2 separate regions of the Mus musculus genome follow, and region 1 is linked to region 2. The links are chromatin contacts, called in public promoter capture Hi-C maps. All regions are on one chromosome and are shown on one strand. Each heading gives the region's core, a stretch centred on a gene start, on an enhancer-like site or on the middle of the called end of the contact. The rest is flanking DNA. Distances are from core to core; before and after follow the strand shown.

Region 1 (6,551 bases), core at 3,811-6,310, 1.4 Mb after region 2:
AGAAAAAAGAAGTTCAAGTTTACTTAAGGAATTGGAGACAGGGATGAGAGCACACAGCTTTCCTCCACACACTGAGCAGGTGAAGGCAGGAGGATTGAAAGTTCAAGGTCAACCTTGACCATACAGAAAGGTCCAGGCCAGTCTTCGTTACCCTACAACTTGTCTTGCAGAAACAAATACAAAACCAACAACAAATACCCAAACCCAAAACAACCAAAGTGGTAGGCTTGAGAAAAGGACAACCACAGGAAAGCTGTAAAGAGCTACAGAAAATAGCCATGGGAGGTTGACTGCAGAAGGCAGAGGAGGATGATCCCCCACAAAGCCTTTAACCACCTTGGCATGGACTGAAATTGAACATAACAAGCCACGTGATCCCCTCCTGGTCTCTGTGCGATCAACTCCTGGCAGACAGTGCTGTCTGCTCCCTACAGTTTCATGATCACAAACCTCAAATCCATCAGAAAAAAAAAAATCTCAGTTTTAACCAGAAAAGAACACCTTTTAAAGAGTCTTGGAAATTTTTTTTACTCATTTTTATTTTGTGTATGAGTGTTCCACATGTAAGCCTGGTTTCCAAAGAAGATGGCGTCTGTATGTGCTGAGAACTGATCGTGGATCCTCTAGAAGAGTAGCTAGTGCACTTAACGGCTGGATCGTCTCTGAAGCCTTTATAGAGTCTTAATGAACGCCTTTGAAGTGTTTAGCATCGGTCACTGTTCAAGTGTTTTGTGTTTCAGCATACTCTAGAAACAGTATCTGCAGAAAAATTACAGTGGTCAAGAAGGATGGATCCCGCCACCACATTAATATTTTGTATTAGAAAAACATATTTGAAGCCAGTCATGGGTCGATGGGGGGGGGGAGCAGATCTTTAATCCCAGCACTGAAGAGGCAGAGCCAGGAGGATCTCTGAGTTCAAAGCCTGAGATTGGTAGGTCTGCAGAGCCCATTCCAGCACAGCGGGGCTGTAAGAGAAATCTGTTCTGGAAAAAAAGCAAAATATAAAAACAACAAAGAAGAAAAAAAAAACTTTTGTGTTCCATAGGGTGAAAGGAAAGCAGTATGTGTGTGTTAATATTAGTTTATCATGTGCACACTGTCAACAGCTTATTTATCTTATGTTAACCTCTCCCAGTCTAACACCCCTTGAGGAATATCAAGCTGACCCCAGTAGACACTAATGAATTTTTAGCATTTCAAAGTCCGAGCCCAAACATCCATGGAGTCCAGCAAGAGCACCAGGGATGAGAGAGACACAAACGTTGGCCATCACGAGTCTCAGACTGTGACTGGCCATCTGATCCTAGGGCCTTGACTGAACTCCAAACTGACTGCCTTTGTGCCAGCCTTACCCGCCCATCCCCAGCCCTGCTCTCTCCCACCTCCCCATCCTTTCCAGCTGTACTGGATGTTGCTGACTGGAGATAAGATATTAGATATTAGGGTGTGTGTGTGTCTGTGTGTGTGTGTCTGAGAGTGTACTTATGCAGGCATAAAAGCTCACACATGTGTGCATGTGAGAAGCCAAAGTTGCCCAGGGTAAGTATCTTCTGTCTTTAGATTTTCACCCAACACAAAGCTTACAGATTTGGCTACCCAGATTACTCTAACTCCTAACATATGCCTTCAAGTGCTGGAACTGTAAGAGGTTGCCAGACATGCCTGGCTTTTATCTGAGTGCTGGGTTCCCAACAACAGTGCTCACACTTGTATTACTAGCTCTTTAACCAATGGCCTAACTCCACCCCCACACAACCCCAGGTTTTGGTGATTGAATATTTGATCCTTTTTTTTAATGTCAACGTGGTATAGGCTAGAGAGATGGCCCAGCAGTTCAGAGTATTGGCTGTTCTTCTAGACGACCTGGGTTCACTTGCCAGCACCCACAAGGCAGCTTACAACCAACTGTAGTTCCAGCTCTGGGGGATCCAATGGCAAGCTCTGGTCTTCATGGGTACCAGACATACTGGTGGTACACAGACATACATATACGCAAAATACCTCTACATATAAAATGAATAAATGAGGTGTTTTTTTTTTATGTTAACCTGCTAGTCTCTCATATCTTCAGATCTTTGGATAAAAGGTGGCTTACAGATTGAAATCCTGTCCCTACTCATTGGCTTTTGTAGTGAGAGGCGTATGAAACTCTGGTGCTCTCCTTACAAAATTCCTCTCTTTCTTCCCAGTGCTGAGGATGAACCCTGTAGTGGCTATTCCTGGCTGTCAACTTGACTCTATCTGGAGTGAACTACAATCCAGAATTGGAAGGCTCACCTGTGATCCTAATCTGGAGGCTGGGAGATACAAGTTTCTGACCTGGATCTTGGCATGGAGATCTTGAGGCATAGTGGCTATGAATTCCAGAAGATTAAGACATGGACATCTCTGAGTTCAAGGTCATCTGGGACAAAGCGTGATCCAGGCATGGTGGCACACACTTTTAATCTGGACCATACCTTCTGCTGGAGACCTACATAAGGACAGTGGAAGAAGGAAGATTTACTCTCTCTCTCTCTCTCCTTCACCTGCTTGCCTTGTGGGACTGAGCAACTGCTAGATCCTTGGACTTCCATTCACAGACCCTGCTGACCACTGTTGGGAGTTGGACTCCAGACTGTAAGTCACCAACAAATTCCCTTACTATATAGAGACTACCCATAAGTTCTGTGATTCTAGAGAACCCTGACTAATACAAACTCTGTCCATGCAAGGTAAGCAATCTACCACTAAGACACATCACTAACCTTTGGCTGTCTGATATATGGCCCTGCGATTAAAGCCAGGTTGCCCTTGACCTCTACAACTTCAGGCTACACATTGACAAGCACTGGAATATCTGGGATACATGACCATGCCCACTGCTCCTTCTAACTGTCCAATCAAATACATCAGGCCAGGCATGGTGATGCACACTTTTAATCTCAGCATTCAGGAGGCAGAGGCAGGTGGATCTCTATGATTCAGAGACCAGTCTGGTCTACACAGTGAGTCCCAGTACAGAAGAGAAACAAAAGACAAAACCAAACCAAAAATAAAGAGAGAAAGAGAGAGAGAGAGAGAGAGAGAGAGAGAGAGAGAGAGAGAGAGAGAGAGAAAGACACAAATCCAAATAATCTAATGATTAGCAAAATAATACTACAGAAAAACTCTTCTAGGTTGGGGATGCATCTCAATGGTAGAATGCTTGCCTAGTGTACACAGAGCCTTGGATTTTGTCCTCATTATGGAAGAAACCAGGCATGGTGATATATGCATATAATCCAGCACTCTCCCAAGCAGAAGATTCAAGGTCATCCTTAGAGGCACGCTTAGTGTAAGGCTAGCCTTAGCTAAAATTCACTTATTCTATCAAATTTTACAACATTTATTGTTGACATAACCCTCCTAAGGGCTAAAGTTCTGTTTTAAGTTTAAAGAACTGTGCTTTAGAGATATATACTATATATTATATGTGATATCAAATAATCCTGTCATCTTATAAGCCCCACTTGCCCAAGGTCAGACAACTTCCTGGAAGGTCTGGGGTTGATATGTATGGAAGACAACAAGCCACTGGTGTTTTCACTTCAGTAAACAATACTGGTTGCCCTAACTGCACAGGCCGTGCTTGATTGAAGTTAGGCAGGAAGTACATAGACAGAAAAGAAGTCTGGATGTGTGCTTCCCATGAGTGGATGTACGCTTGCCCCTGATTGAATGTATGCTTGCCTCTGATTGGGTGGAAGTGAGACGGACAAAGCTCTTTGCCTTTATTGTACTTTTTGAATATTCTGTAGTTATAGCAATTATATGCCTTCCCAGTGAGAAAAACATCCACACACTTGAGGATTAGAAAAGAGAAGGTGGGATGGAGAGTTGGCTCAGTAGTCAAAAGCACTTCTTGTTGCACAGGATGCCCATGGCTCTCACCGCCTCTTCCAACACCAAGCACAGTGTGGTGCACAGATATATACACCCAGACACGATACTCATGCACATAAAAGAGTAAAAATAAATATACATTTTTTTTAAGGAAAAGGCTTCCTACTAGGCCTACAACTAGTAGTTGTGGTAACAGTGACAATAATAGGCTCTGGCTAATGTACAAAGATAACTGGACACAAGATTTTACTAACTTATTTACACCATAGGCTTAGCATTCGGCAGGAACTGTCACCCTTCGGTCTCTTTCAGTCCCAGCCCCAGGGTACACTTTGAATATTTAACCAGAGACAGGAGACTGAAAGTCAGGCAGCTTGGACAGATGGGAGATTTATACAGCAAAGGTATTGCCGGAATTATTTTTAATTTCACCAGTGTTGTTCCTTTTGAATGTTTGCAACCCAGGTCTATCTTGCCTGCATGCAGAATTCAGCCTTTCTTAATAAGAGGTTAGGGGGTTTGATGGCAGACTAGGACTTAAAGGTGGCTGTGACCTTGAGGTGCTCTCTTGAGTTGCCCTTTAGAGCCTGTTCTTTGATATGGGGAGGGAACAAAGGTCTGATTATGAGTCAAGGTTGTTGCCCGTTGTTACAGGAACGGAGCCAGATTTGGGTTCATTCTTGGTGAACAACAGCAAAAACCTTCTCAGCCACCCTAAACTTCAATCATGGTACAAAATTTTATTTTCTACAGTGTATAAGAAACCCAGTGATATTTCACTTTCATTCCTTTCATATTGGAGACATTCCAGTTTGTGTAATTTAATATTAAATTCGACTTCGTGCAACTTAATATTTTCTAAGTGACATTATTAATAAATGTTTACAACCTCAATTTTATTACTTCAAGTTTCTCCCACAGCACTGTCACTGGAAGGAAAAAAACCCACTGGCAAACGTGTTATATTTTACAATACTTTGTAAACCGATTAACACTCAGAACCCTCAGTAAAAGAATAGTGAATTTTTCTTCCCAGCCAAAACAGCAGTGGGAATGGAAATTTTTCTCATTGGCTGCCTTCCATCACTGAGTGTTTCTTCAATCTGAGTGGATTTGTCGGGCCTGGAGAGAGCTGGGGAAATAGAAACCTATCTTATTGGCTGTCTTCAGTCACGGGGTGTATCTTCAACTAGAGTGGATTTGTCGGGCCTGGAGAGAGCTGGGGAAATCGAAACTTATTTCAGCAGCTGTCTTCAGTCACTGGGTGTGTCTTCCTGCACAGTGGACTTGACGGGCCTGGAGGGAGGAGAGGAAATTGAAACCTATCTCATCCTCTAGTTTATTTACATCATTGGGTATGTCTTCTTTGACCACAGTAGAGTTTTCCACTCTGAAATGAACTGGGTTTTCCAGAAACGAATCCAAGATCCAGCTGTTGGTAGTAGTGGGGGTGGGGATGTCAGTTGGGGTCTTCAGGAAATCTTCAGTGGGTAGGTCCAGAACAGAGACCCTACTCAGATGCCCCTAGGCCTAGGAGGCAAAAGTCCTCAGAGGCTGAAGGGAAGCCAATGTACAGGCTCTCTCAGAAGCCGTCTAGTTCTTGAAAAGGCACCTATCTATAAAGGTAATGGGTTATTTTTCCTAAGCTGGCGCAATGAGATAATTCAAGTCAGATTAATTCTATATAGGCAGATTTATCAGGAAGCTGCTCTCAGGCAAGATCACTGGCCACAAGGACCAAGTTCAGGGACCTCATTATGGTGATAGGAGGATGAGACAGAGACATGTGCATGCACCAAGAGAGAACAGAAGTCCAGGAAGAGACAGTTAGACACCAGCATGTCTGGACCATTTAGGGAAGAGGCCTGGGCTTATGGCAGCCCAGCCTTTGGGCTGGACAGTTCAAGGGTTGGGCCAGGGTATGCCAGGGAGGGACTGAGGGATGCTGGGAGAACCTGGAGGCCAGGTCTGGAACCTGGAGGTCAGGTCTGCTTTGACATGTCAAATATGCACCTCAGTCTCTTGTCCTTGGGTCTGAAACCAAATAGTGGGTGTGTTCCAAGAAGGAAGGGACCCCAGGCCCTATTAGTCTCTGAAGGCTAGAGGTTGGTGAAGTGAGCTATAAGGGTTAAGAGTAATGTAGTCAGCCTGCCACTTGTAAGCAGCTGGACCAGGCTGGTTTGGTGCCTAAGGTCTTTGCTATGGAGCCTTCTGGCCTGGAGTGAATCACTTGCACTGTCTAAAATGGCTCCTTAATCCCTACAAGAAGCAGGATCTCAGACCCTAGGGCTGGGGCCAAGCCCAGTGTGGCCACCAATTCTGAGCAGCCTCTCTCTCCAGCCGGGAGCCATTCAGTGTTTGCAGGTTCGTTGGTGGAATCCAGCTCTTGGTCTCCAATCTCATCAAAACTCCAATTCACTCCATAGATTCGGTTCCTGTTTGGAAACTTAACTGGTCCTCATGGCGTTTTCGGGCACAGGGACACTGGTGGCTTCCATTGTCTCCAAGATGACATCTTCAGCAGCCATGGTCAAAGCTGGAGGGGCAGTCTCTGGCACCATTCTAGCTGGTTCGAAGGGTGAGTGCCCATGGAAGAATGGAGAGTGGGCTGGGGGGTGGGGCTGGGGACAGCTATGGAGCATGTAGCATCCTGACCTCAGAGCTGCCCACTGTCTCACATCCCA
Region 2 (6,627 bases), core at 1,716-4,215:
AGCATTTGGAGGAATATTTACTTTAGAGAAGCTGTGCGGTATCACCTTATATAATAGGTCATTTAAGAAGAGCATAATATCAGCAACCCAAGTCTGACAAATATTCACTGTAGCTGCAGCATTGCTGATCAAGGATCATCAGCAACCATATCAAAGTAAAATACTGTCTTGGGTTATTTAATAGCCTAGAAATACCAAGTTAAAAGAACTGAGAAGTACTTGAAATGGTTTCATGAGAGATGAAATGCTGAATTTAAAATTTTTAATTACTAGAAACTCAATTAGAGTTGATATGCCATTGAGGAATTAAAAGGACATTAAAGGTTTGGGAAAACAAAAAGAAGGGAAATGGCATTTCAGAGCATCTTCATGATATCAGAAATAGCGGAAACATGCAGTGAGAGGCTTTCGTTTAAAAGGCTACTTAGTGTGCTCTGGTTCTGTCTCTGCTCACACCCTCCTTCCTTCTCTCCCACCGCCATGTCCTGCCCTCTACTGTGATCACACCAGAGCAGTGTGTACTCTTGTTCTTGCCCCCAGCTTGCCAGCTTCTTCATAGGAAAAGCAGCGCTTCCATGGACTCATGTGAGACCACACTCTTGTTCCAGAAGTGTGTACACTGCCCAGTAGCTGTGGTAACTGACTTCTCACACACAGCATTCCCATGGGGCCTGCCCCCAGGTCGTCGCTATCACCATTCCCCGTCCTGACCCTCCGGCTCCCTGCTCTTCAGTGACTTCCTGTAGCACTTATCCCTTTTTTTTTCATTTTGATTATCATTGTTCTTACTGAGTGAGGCAATCCCTTCTTATGGTCTGAGCTGCATGTCCCTGCTAGGGACACGGAACAGTTTCTCACATACCTGTCGGCCATTTGTCTTCTTTTGAGAAACGTCTGTTTAAATCTGTTGCACATTTTTTTTTTTTTTTTTTAAAGATTTATTTATTATTATATGTAAGTACACTGTAGCTGTCTTCAGACACTCCAGAAGAGGGCGCCAGATCTTGTTACGGATGGTTATGAGCCACCATGTGGTTGCTGGGATTTGAACTCTGGACCTTCGGAAGAGCAGTCGGGTGCTCTTACCCACTGAGCCATCTCACCAGCCCCTGTTGCACATTTCTAGACCATCTCATGTGGATTTCTTACTGTTTTGAGAGTTCCTTGTGTGTTCTGAGTATCAGCCTGTTGTCAGATGTTTTCTCTTACCTGGAGGCTGCTTCTGGTCTCTACTCTGGTGGCTGTGCTGTTTCTTTGCTACAGAGGTGCTTTGTCATTTCCTTATGCTTTGGGGGAGGGGGGCAACCCATATTCACTGTGGTCACACAGGGTCTGGTTTTTATTGTTTTGTTTTGTTGTATTGAATAGGGTCTCACTGTATATCCTAGCTGTTTTTGTAGACCAGGCTGGCCTTGAACTCAAAGAGATCTGCCTGCCTCCTCTTCCCAAGTACTGGGATAGAAGGGTATATACCACTGCGCTCAGCAAGCAACCAATCTTCTGACCCACGCACATTCCACACACACTGTTCAGTGCACTGCTTATCCTTAGCAGTTCTGCCTGTAGGAGAATCGCATGATTTACCCTGGCTGGCTCCTTGTCCTCTCAGTCTGTTTAAAGGGCCTCAGCTACAACTATCTAGTTGGTACAACTTTGTATTATTTTTGTTAGTTTTTATTACCAAGTATTCTTTATTGTTGTCTTTTGCCACCAAATTGAATAAAGTTCCAGAAGAAGAGGAAATTTTTTCATATTCTGAGTGGCCAGACTAGTGCCTAATATCCTAATCTGCTGGTTACCATCACAATGACAAAGGCTGAGTTCCTACCAGGCCAGGTCACTGACACACCAGCGTTTACTATGGAGTCTGACTTTTCATGAACACACAGTGTCTGAGAAACCTAAGCCTTGATCATTTAGAAGAAGAAACCCAGTAATCTTAAAATAGTAATGTTAAAACAATTAACAGACTGGAAGTTTAGGATTAAGGAATTAGGCTAGATTAGGAAAAAAGCATAATTTGGAATGATATAGTGCAAGTGTAGAAGCAATATATCTTAGGGCCGATTTTCTGGAAGCTTTATTAATACAGCAGTTATTTCAGATATCTGAACTGGAATATAAAACAGACGTATGTATGTATGTATGTATGTATGTATGTATGTAGATGGGGTCTTGTTACATAGTTAGTTCATCCTGGCCAGAAACTCTAAATTCTTCCCCCTAAGACTCCTGAGTTCTGAGATTACAGGTTTGAACCAACCAGGAGGCCAAGACAAACTTTTTTTTTTTTTTTTTTTTTAAACAAGAGGTACAAGTTAAATCAAGGAATTAAATACTTATTTAAAATTTGTGGGCAAGGTATCTATGTGAGTTGCTAACATTTTATAATTTTAAATCATGTTTCAAGTAAGCTACTAGCCAAATGTGAGATGCCACATTTGTGAGCATTTGTCACTTAATTTGGAATTAATTTTTAATTTTTATTTTGAAATAGTTTCAAATTTAACCAAAAGTTGCAAAAAAATAGCGTGAATGTTTCAACTACCCAATTGTCAGGGTTTTAGCTGGATTTGCTGTATCACATCTTTATCACACAAGCAGAGCATTACACACACATTTTGAAAGAAATAGCAGTTATTCTAGCCTTGCCTTACCTTGGATAGTACTACAGTGTATGATGTGGAAACAGGAGCCACAGAAAAAAGGAGATAAACTCTGACCCTGCCAACTCTAGCCGGTTGGTACAACAGTGTCCTTTTAAGTCACGTGTTCCAGTTTTGTCCAAGAGTGCCCAGGAGTACATGTTGCATTGATTCCTTGTGAATTGACATTGAAAAATTGCTAATAATTTTTAGGTTAGCATGCAAAGTGGTGAGTTTCATTATAGCATTTTCATCTACACATGAGCTGCTGTGCTTTGCTCTCCCCCCTGCCCACACTCGCTCCCTTCCTTCCTCAAAATAGTTCCTCTTTCTGCTCTTACCAAGCTTATCCCATTACTGTCTCTACTTCTCCCTTCATATCTCTTCTGCCTTTCCCATGATCCCCTTTCTAGTTCATGATCTCCCAACATATACACACACACACACACACACACACACAAATTAAAATCTAGGCTCTGTTTGCATTAACTGTTTTCTTATTCTTTTATATATGTGGATGCTTTGCCTGCTTATATGTCTGCACCACGTGCATGTCTCGTGCCCATGGAGGCCTGAAGAGGGTATGCCTCCAGACAGTTGTGTACTGCTATGTGTATTCCAAGAATTGTAGCCAGATCATCTGGAAGAGCAGTCAGTCCTCAACCTCTGAGCCCCTTGGTCTCTTTATGTTTTTAAATCGTTATGTATATACACGTGTATATACACATGGTGCACTCATGGAAGTCCAAGGACAGCTTTCTGGAGTTGGTTCTCTCCTTGCACAGTGGGTTCTAGGGTTGGAGCTTAGGTTACGGGGCCTTCATGGCAGTGAAGTGTTTTCCTCACTGAGCCATCTCGCCAGCCCCAAGGATTCTCTAGTTTTCAAGGTACTCTGATGATAAAAACTGCTAATTCAGTTGTTGCATGTTGATGAATTTGCCCAGTTCTTATTATTTTAAATGTTACTACTATATACTTTTTAAAAACATCTCTTTTAGTAGATTGAATTCTAGAAATAGGAAGATCTATGTCATAAGACAAGCACAGTTTAATTTTTGTTAGCAAATTATCTTCTGACAGTTTGCTAATAATATCTGCTGGAAACACTGTAATGTACCTGTCTTAGTCAGGGTTTCTCTTCCTGCACAAACATCATGACCAAGAAGCAAGTTGGGGAGGAAAGGGTTTATTCAGCTTACAATTCCATACTGCTGTTTATCACCAAGGAAGTCAGGACTGGAACTCAAACAGGTCAGGAAGCAGGAACTGATGCAGAGGCCACGGAGGGATGTTCCTTACTGGCTTGCTTCCCCTGGCTTGCTCAGCCTGCTCTCTTATAGAACCAAGACTACCAGCCCAGAGATGGTCCCACCCACAAGGGGCCTTTCCCCTTTGATCACTAATTGAGAAAATGCCTTACAGTTGGATCTCATGGAGGCATTTCCTCAACTGAAGCTCCTTTTTCTGTGATAACTCCAGCTGTGTCAAGTTGACACAAAACTAGCCAGTACAGTACCCTTTGCCCAGGTAGCAGTTGGCATTTCCAGTCTTGCAGATTAAGCAAATTGTGATAGCTTCTATGTGTTACCTGTGTCAACAACCACTAATAAATTAAGTGATGTGTCTGTGGCTATAAGCCGTCCGTGTTCCTTACTGTTTAAGTGTCCTCTGCATAGTTTGTCCTTTTTGATGTGGCATCTTTTTCTTGATATGGAGAGTTCTTAGGAATGCATGGCTTCTGACGGCCATAGTACAGCCGTATTTTCATCTTTTCTTTCAGTTCTGTGAGATTTTAAGACTTTTATTTTCTCTATGTGTTTTCCATGTATTCTCTATCCATTTTTTTCCTTATGACTTTGGGGCTTTCTGTGACTTTTCTCCTTCCCTCTCCTCCTTTCCCCAGTTGACTGGCGTAACGTAACAAGTTTGACATAAATCCGTCAGCTCCCACAGCTCACTCTTAGTACCTGTAGTCTAAGTGAGCTATAATGTTGTGTCATGGAAACCTGACTAATTTCAGAGAAGAATTCACTTGATGACGCATCTCATGCCCGCTGCCCAGCTTTCCTGACACTGCCTTTGCTTTTGTCTATATTTCCTTAGCTGAGGAAACGTGTGAAGCTTGAAGGGAAAGAACTTGAGGAATATGTGGAAAAAGAAAAACTCAAGAAAGAAGCTGCTAAGAAACTGGAGCAGTCGAAAGAGTGAGTCGCTTTTCTCAAGAGCAACTTCTGAGCTACTCAGGTTAAGTCTGCATAGACTGTAAAAAGAATGCGCTTGTAGGACTTAGCACTCAACGGAAATAACTTAAATTTCCTTAGGGCTCTATGACTTTTATTAAACTTTTTAAATTGCAACAATAAAATCTTTTCAGTGCTAATAATACCAACTTATTAGGCAAATTAATGTGTTTTTACAAAATATTGATCAACTGTTAATATGGTTGGGGTCAATGTTGGAGAGTAACTTATTCATAGTTTTACAAATATGAAGTCAAAGTGTCTCAGGGACATGATGACCTGTTGCCAAACCCTCACAGGGCAGACATCGACTCCAGTGACGAGAGTGACGTGGAGGAAGACGTGGACCAGCCATCGGCTCACAAGACAAAGCACGACCTGATGATGAAGGGGGAAGGCAGCCGCAAAGGGAGCTTCTTCAAACAGGCCAAGAAGTCCTACCCCATGTTTCCTGCCCCAGAGGAAAGAATTAAATGGGACGAGTATGGCGAGATCATCAAGTACGTGAGCAACACAAACTGTCTGGGCTCCATGACTTTGATCTCTGTGGTCACCGTGAGCTTGGCTGCCAAAGTGCCTTGGCGTGAAAAGAACAGAAGGCTTCTGATTTGAAGCTCAAAAGTAGAAATGCTGAGGGCCACTCTGAGCATTCGTAGTAAAGGGAAAGTGTAGTTTCGTTCCTTAGTTACAGGAAGGTTTTAACAAAGACACTTTAGACATCCTTTCCCCCAGTTAAGAGGTAAGGGACATGCTGTGGAGAAAGAGAAAAAGAACTTCTGTTTGTGGTTGTATTTATTTGTAGGAAGCTTTGTTGCTTTGATTTTTTTAGGGAGTAGTTGGAGGAAATGGAGGGAGGCTTAGGGTTCAAACCCGTGGCTAATACACACTCAGCAATTAGTCCACCACTGGGTTACCCTCTGTCACATTGAAGGTTTGTTTATAAGGTGTCCAGCCTGCATCATTTTAAATGTGCTTTAAGTGGTTGTTACTGCTATTGTTATTCTGTGGTTTTTACAACTGGAGATGTTGGCTGTGGGGGAAAAGGAGCTGTAGCAACCTGGGTGCTGGAGAATAAGGCCTGGGTTCCTAGACGTAAGAATGAATTAGAAAGTTAAAATGATGACCACAGGGCTGGAGAAGTGTAAAACCAGCTGTCCCACACTTCAGTAATGCTCACAGGGAGAACTACACACACACATATGTACACTCACTCATAAGTAAATTATAGAAAGATGCAGGGCCAGACTACAGGAGTGCTCATTACAGCCATTCTGATCTTCTCACTGGTCTACAGCATCCTTAAAGAATTTGCTTGGACTGGAGATGTAGCTCAGGAATAGCATGCTTGCCTCGGTTGTACAAGGTACTGCTAGCTAACTAAATAAATAGCACTCTTCAGTGGTTATGAAAAACACTGTACATGTAGTCATCTGATGATTAATATTATGTATTCCTTAGCTTTGAGTTAAATGAATATTTAAGTCTTAAAATACATGAGTCTTAAAATTCTGTTAGTCAATTACATATGTTACATAATGTTAGCATGCCTTCCACATGTCTAATTAGAGACTCACTGTTTAGACCAGAAGATTTCTTAGTGCCAGAACTTCAGGCTACTGAAGAAGAAAAAAGCAAATTAGAATCTGGCTTGACAAATGGAGAGGAACCCATGGACCAGGACCTGTCTGATGTTCCCACCAAGTGTGTTTCTGCAACAGAGTCTATTGAGATAAAGTGAGTGC

Evidence for each region. Promoter capture Hi-C pulls out the DNA fragments that hold promoters and counts their contacts.
Region 1: a promoter capture Hi-C map of neutrophils shows a contact between it and region 2, with 4 times the contacts expected there. The contact joins the promoter of Ifi27 here to the enhancer-like site in region 2. A contact is called at or near these places in 5 of 39 promoter capture datasets (the C10 cell line, embryonic stem cells, liver and 2 more) and 1 of 484 Hi-C or Micro-C datasets (CD8 T cells).

The regions. Positions count from the first base shown.
Region 1 is chr12:103,429,129-103,435,679 of GRCm38.p6, forward strand. Ifi27 (interferon, alpha-inducible protein 27) reads left to right here and starts at 5,061. Exons shown (of 6, transcript NM_194067.2): 1 at 5,061-5,222; 2 at 6,294-6,445. The coding sequence starts at 6,328. It also overlaps a transcript of Ifi27l2a not described here.
Region 2 is chr12:101,992,071-101,998,697 of GRCm38.p6, forward strand. Cpsf2 (cleavage and polyadenylation specific factor 2) reads left to right here. Exons shown (of 15, transcript NM_016856.3): 9 at 4,749-4,849; 10 at 5,185-5,385; 11 at 6,467-6,619. Among named protein-coding and RNA genes, the nearest start is that of Cpsf2, 19 kb to the left of the region's middle. Within about 2 kb of position 2,966, at least 56 of the 459 cell types and tissues checked have an H3K27ac peak or open chromatin away from gene starts, as enhancers often do. A contact at or near this core is called in neutrophils, where this site is marked.